Regions from separate parts of the Mus musculus genome. Here region 1 is linked to region 2. Evidence: chromatin contacts called from public Micro-C data. All regions are on one chromosome and are shown on one strand. The core of a region is the stretch at or near the end of the contact, and the rest is flanking DNA. Distances in the headings are between cores, read along the strand shown.

Region 1 (2,913 bases), core at 258-2,757, 210 kb after region 2:
CAGTAAGATGGAGAGGCCACCAACATACCATAGAATAGTTTATAGCACACGTTGAAGACGTTACAAATGCTTGATCAGGACGGTAGATGTTACTGCTTTCCCTCTGCCTCTCACGTTTGTTACAACAATGAAGAACACAGACATGTGCCATTGTCTGCCCCATCCCTCCATGTCCAGAGCTTGAAATGTGGTACTGACTCCTGTAAATGGTTTTCCAAGACCCTTTCCCCTCAACAGTCCCCATCATGGCTGAGGAAGCTGTGGGGGAAAAAAATTGAGGCCATGGCAAGGCCATCTGGTACCTTTTTGTCCTTCTCTTAAGGGAAATTGAGACCTCCATGAATCTTCTGGTCCATAAAGGTCTCCCTCACTCCTTATCATATATGGTGAACTATGTGTGTCCTCACTTCAGGGCTAGTATCAATAGAATCCCAAAAGATTGAAGGCATTCACAGAGGTCCATAGGTATATCTAGCCAGCAGGGCCATTGGCACAGGTTCCAGGCTGACACTCTCAGGATCAGAGATGTGGACTGAATTAACATCAAGACTGGATACTTCATTCCTCCTTAGAATGGGGAACAAAATACCCATGGAGGGAGTTACAGAGACAAAATCTGGGGCTGAGACGGAAGGAAGGATCATCCAGAGACTGCCCCACCCAGGGATCCTTCCTATAAACAGCCACCAAACCCAGACACTATTGCATATGCCAGCAAGATTTTGCCTACCAGACCCTGATATAGCTGTCTCTTGTGAGGCTATGCCAGTGCCTGGCAAATACAGGAGTGGATGCTCACAGTCATCTATAGGATAGAACACAGGGCCCCCAATGGAGAAGCTAGAGAAAGCACCCAAGGAGCTGAAGGGGTCTTCAACCCTATAGGTAAAATAATATTATGAACTAACCAGTACCCCCTAGAGCTCATGTCTCTAGCTGCATATGAAGCAGAAGATAGCCTAGTTGGCCATCATTGGAAGGAGAGGCCCTTGGTCTTGCGAAGATTCTATACCCCAGTACAGGAGAATGCCAGGGCCAGGAAGCAGGAGTGGGTGAGTTGGGGAGCAGGGCAGGGGGAGGGTATAGGGGACTTTCAGGATAGCATTTGAAATGTATGAAGAAAATACCTAAGAAAAAAGAGAAAAGACTGGAAAGACGTGATGGCAGTATGGGGTGCAAGCAGCCATCATCCCAACCTTTCAAATTACAGTCAAGCAGGAAAGACAAAAGTGATGAGTGGAAATGTTGTAACATCCCAGCATGTTATGACACACTCAGATATGAATGAGAACATATAATTGGGGATCCAGCCTTGCTCCACTCAGGAATGTATATGTAAAATAAGAAGGACATACAGCCAAAAAAATTTCAAAATGCAAAAGGCATGACATTACACTCTTAATTTTAGTTTAAATTTTTTAAATTATGTGTAAGTGGAGCCTCCCTCTGCTGAAATCAGGATAAGACACTTATGTTCTCAAACTTGCCAGGGTCTGATGCAACTGTTTATAGGCCACATGTGCAGAGCCTCTCACGAGAAACTATCTGGATGGATATAGAATTGTGGTTCTCTGTCCAAGGTGGCTCTGCTGGTTAGCAATGGACACAGACGTAGCACGCCTAGGAAGAGGGCATCCCAGCTGAGAAATTGTCTTCATTAGCTTGGCCTGGGGGCATGTCTATGGAGCAGTTTCTTAAATTGCTAACTGATGGAGGCGTGCCTAGGCCACTGTGGGCAGTGCCAGCCCTGTGCAGATGGCCCTGGGTTGTGTAAGAAAGCAGCTGAGCAAGCAGAGGGAGCAACCCAGTAAACAATATTCCTCCGTGGCCTCTGCTTCAGTTCCTTTCCTCGCTTCCCTCAATGGTGGGCTGTGACCTGGAAGTATAAGCCAAAGAAACACTTTCTTCCCCAGTTTGCTTTTGGCAGTGTTTTAGCAATGAAGAACCAAACTAAAAAAGTGAGTTACAAGTACATTTCCCCCCCTTATAACTAGTCCTTTATAATAATATTTTCCAAATACATCAAAAAGCAGGTATCATTGAGATACCACTCTTGCCATCTCAACAGCTCTTCCAGCTCAGCCCCTTGACAAGAAAAAGGCCTTAAACCAGTGCTTCTCAACTTTCCTAATACTGGGCCTTTTATACAGTTCCTCATGTTGTGGTGACCTCAACCCTAAATTTATTTTCACTGCTACTTCATAACCGTAATTTTGCTACTTTTATGAGTTGTAATGTAAATATCTGATATGCGGGATATCTGATATGTCAGCCCTGTGAATGGGTCATTTGACCCCCAGAGGGGTCACAACTGACAGGTTGAGAACCACTGCCTTTAACAGAAAGCAGATACTACGACCCCTACAGCTACAGGCATCCTGGCTCCTGGTTCCCCAGCTATGGGTCTTGAGCTGACTGCAGCTCACTTCCTCCCATATGTAGAGAGAATGGTCATCCTATCAAACTCCCATGAAAAGACTTACCCGACTCTCAGACTCTCAACAACAGTACCAGAACTCTAGGAAAGGGAAGCTGTTGAGGCACTGCAAAGGCGGCATGTAGAAAGATGTGCTGCTTTGAATAAGAACAGCCTCCAGTAGCTCAGATATTTGAATGCTTGGTCATTGGTGCTCCCTGACAGAGACTAGGAGGTGTGGCCTTGTTGGAGAAGATGTGTCACTGGGGGATGAGTTTTGCAATTTCAAAAGCTCAGGCCAAGCCCAGTCTCTCTCTCTCTCTCTCTCTCTCTCTCTCTCTCTCTCTCTCTCTCTCTCTCTCTCTCTCCCTGCTGCCTACAGATCTCGCTGTAGAACAATTGGCTCCCTCTCCAGCACCATGTCTGCCTGCATGCTGCCTTGCTTCCTGCCATGACTATATTGGACTAAACCTCTGAACCTATAAGCCATTCCCCAA
Region 2 (2,812 bases), core at 310-2,809:
GACCCCATTGATAACTTGTCCACTCTCACACGGAAACAAACGTGTGTGAAGAACAACGATGACTTCAGATCAGTGAAGGCAAGCGCTGAGCACAGGCATAGCAGTCCGAGCGCTGTGCACATAGCAATACACAGAAAGCAGCAGAGAAAACACAGAGCAGTGAGCTCCTCTGTGGGTTCCCAGGAAGAAGAACGATGGTGACAGGGGGTTCTCATAAGTTATTACTCCTCACACTGCTTCGCCTTCCCGTTTGCCACACCCTCACTAACACACCAAGTCCTTCCAAGTAACACTAGGTCAACCCTAAAGACTCATGCTTTCTGCCATTGGCTTTCATGTTTTGTATACTTGACAGTGGAAATATAGAATTCTTTTTAAATTAAAAATGATGGAGAAGAGATAAGGAAAAATCCTTGGTACGAAAATTTAGGGAACCTTTGAACAAAGCCATTTACTGGCACTGTCTCTCCTCCAAAGTGCTCAGTTGTGGAGTTTATCTAAGTCACGCGATATAGTCCTCAGTGAAGAAGAAAACAGCCAGTGATTATCTTTCACACAGTTTTCATTAATTAAAGATTCAAATATAAAAATAGATATATATGTGCTCGTCAATATGCTTGGATGCTGACTTGTACAGGAATAAAGGAAGGACTGTTTCGTGATGCTTACAGTTGAATACAGACCTGAATGTCCCAGTAAGGTGGACATTTATGAAGGAGGCTTCTCCTGTCATAAAAATCCTGTGATGGAAGCCAGAAGATCCACTAGAACTAAAGTAACAAAGGATTGTGAGCTGCCATGTGGGTGCTGGTAACCCTGGTCCTCTAGAGGAGCACCAGTAATATTGAAGCATCCCTCCACCACCTTTTACATTTTTAATTATGTGTATGGCATAGAGTGGGGGTGGGCACATGACTGCACATAAATGCAGGTTCCTACAGAGTCTAGAAGAGGGTGTCAGATCCCCTGCAGCTAGAGTTACAGATGGTTGCGAGCCACCTAATAAAGTGGCAGGAACTGAACGCAAGTCCACAGCGGGAGTAGTATGAGCTCTTAACTGCTGAGCCATCTCTCTAGGCTAGATGGCTCCTGGTTTCAGGAAAGGGTTTTAAGGGCAACCATGTTAACCACAAACCACAATTACACAGTCCAACATTCTTCCATCAGTGTCTTGGCAAGAAATAGAAGATTCTATGTGTTGACTGAAGGAAACTGAATGAAGAGGTTATTTAGATAGAGTCTATCCTAAAGGGTGAAAGAGCATTGAAATCTCAGACGGAGGAGACAGAAGGGTAACCCAGAAAAACAGGAAATAGTTCACTGGTCCAATAGTGTGGCTCCCAGGTCAGGATTAGGAAGCAGAAAATCCATCCAAATGATAAGTCCATCCCCAGTAAAAGACTAGCGGTGCCCAGCAGAGAGGAGGTGCATTTGGCGTGCCCCATGTCTCAGAGGTCTGTGGCTGAGAGGAGGAACTCAGTGGTTAAGTCAGAGCTACCCAGAGAACAAGGAACAATCACAAATCAGAGAACCCAGTGTCACATTGCCACAGCCAGCTGCTGGGAGTTAGCTTCATGACACAGCTGTGGGTCAGAGCGGGGCTAGTCACAAACATACTTAGGAGCTCAGGCTATAAGGGAGCTTTTATGGAGGGTTTCTTAGTTAGTGGCCTTGGAAAGAGAGACTGAGAGCCTCTAGCTAGAGGTCAGCCAGAAAGCCATGAGTCTTCCACCCATGGCTGAGAGAGACCTCCAAAGCTCTGGCCCACAGGCCATTCCCTAGTCCATCTTCTCCTGAAGGCTGTTCAGTACCAGAGAGGATCAGAAAGACCTGCCGATCATGGGTCTCAGTGTCCCTCCTGCCTCTCTCACATTTCAACACACGGAAGATACCTTCTGGTTTAGGCATCAACTTAGTCACCTCCAGAGTTACAAAACTGGGTGTCTGAGAAGTGAGAGCCTGCCTGGCTCACACACTACAAAGCTGTATGCAGTCAGAAGGAAACTGAATGATTCGTGAAGAAGGAATGCCCACAGAGAGACTACAGCACTGCTGAGCAACTGACCCTCCACCACTCGAGGCTCAGCTCCGGTTGAGTAGAATGAAACAAAACTACCTTCAGTTGATCACCCTCCGACATGGCAGCTTCAATATTAGAGGACTCAGAAGGAAACAGCTCTAATCATTTGCTCTTGCCTTTGGGAGATTCAGTCGTGGGATCCAGTCATTGGGGATTTTTCTTACATTTTCGTCTTATCTACCATTTCTCCCACTCTTCCTCAGACACGAAGGTGACGCCTGACTGAGATTGAGGGCATAAAGCCGTGAAATGCCTTCTCAATGGAAAGAGGAAGCACACAATCTTATTCCTTACCCAAAGGTTTATTCTCTGTAAACTTTTGTGTTTGCACCAGAAAAGTAAGACACTGGGGTTTGTTCCCAACAACCAAAGCATCCATGACTCGAGAGAATTTTGGGGAATGGGAATAAACAAACAATGGAGCTTTGGAATGAAGGCTAGGAACTGAATCTCTGGCACAATCATTGTGAAGCTCCAAATTCTTGTAGCATCCTCTGTGGGTTGGACACTGCTACCCTTATCCTGAGCATCTGAGTACATGGGTTACAGGACACTGTGTCTGTATCCCAGGAGCTGAGGATGTTGGGCTTGCTTGACATTTTTTAGTGAAAAGACTTATCTGAGCATTGTGCTAAGAATTTGGGGTGTCACGCTTTCTAATCAAAATAGTCTAACTACACATAATACAGAGATGGAAAGAAAACAAGACTAATATAGAAGAGTCCCCATTTG

The links. A called contact is a pair of places that touch in the nucleus more often than the background predicts.
Region 1: a Micro-C map of brown adipocytes shows a contact between it and region 2, with 2.0 times the contacts expected there. The contact joins two enhancer-like sites. A contact is called at or near these places in 5 of 484 Hi-C or Micro-C datasets (brown adipocytes, cranial neural crest, nephron progenitors and 2 more) and 1 of 9 other capture datasets (embryonic stem cells).

What each region holds. Positions count from the first base shown.
Region 1 is chr4:106,143,219-106,146,131 of GRCm38.p6, forward strand. No RefSeq gene overlaps it. Among named protein-coding and RNA genes, the nearest start is that of Gm30126, 20 kb to the left of the region's middle. Within about 2 kb of position 1,508, at least 13 of the 459 cell types and tissues checked have an H3K27ac peak or open chromatin away from gene starts, as enhancers often do. A contact at or near this core is called in brown adipocytes, where this site is marked.
Region 2 is chr4:105,935,817-105,938,628 of GRCm38.p6, forward strand. No RefSeq gene overlaps it. Among named protein-coding and RNA genes, the nearest start is that of Gm29922, 92 kb to the left of the region's middle. Within about 2 kb of position 1,560, at least 50 of the 459 cell types and tissues checked have an H3K27ac peak or open chromatin away from gene starts, as enhancers often do. A contact at or near this core is called in brown adipocytes, where this site is marked.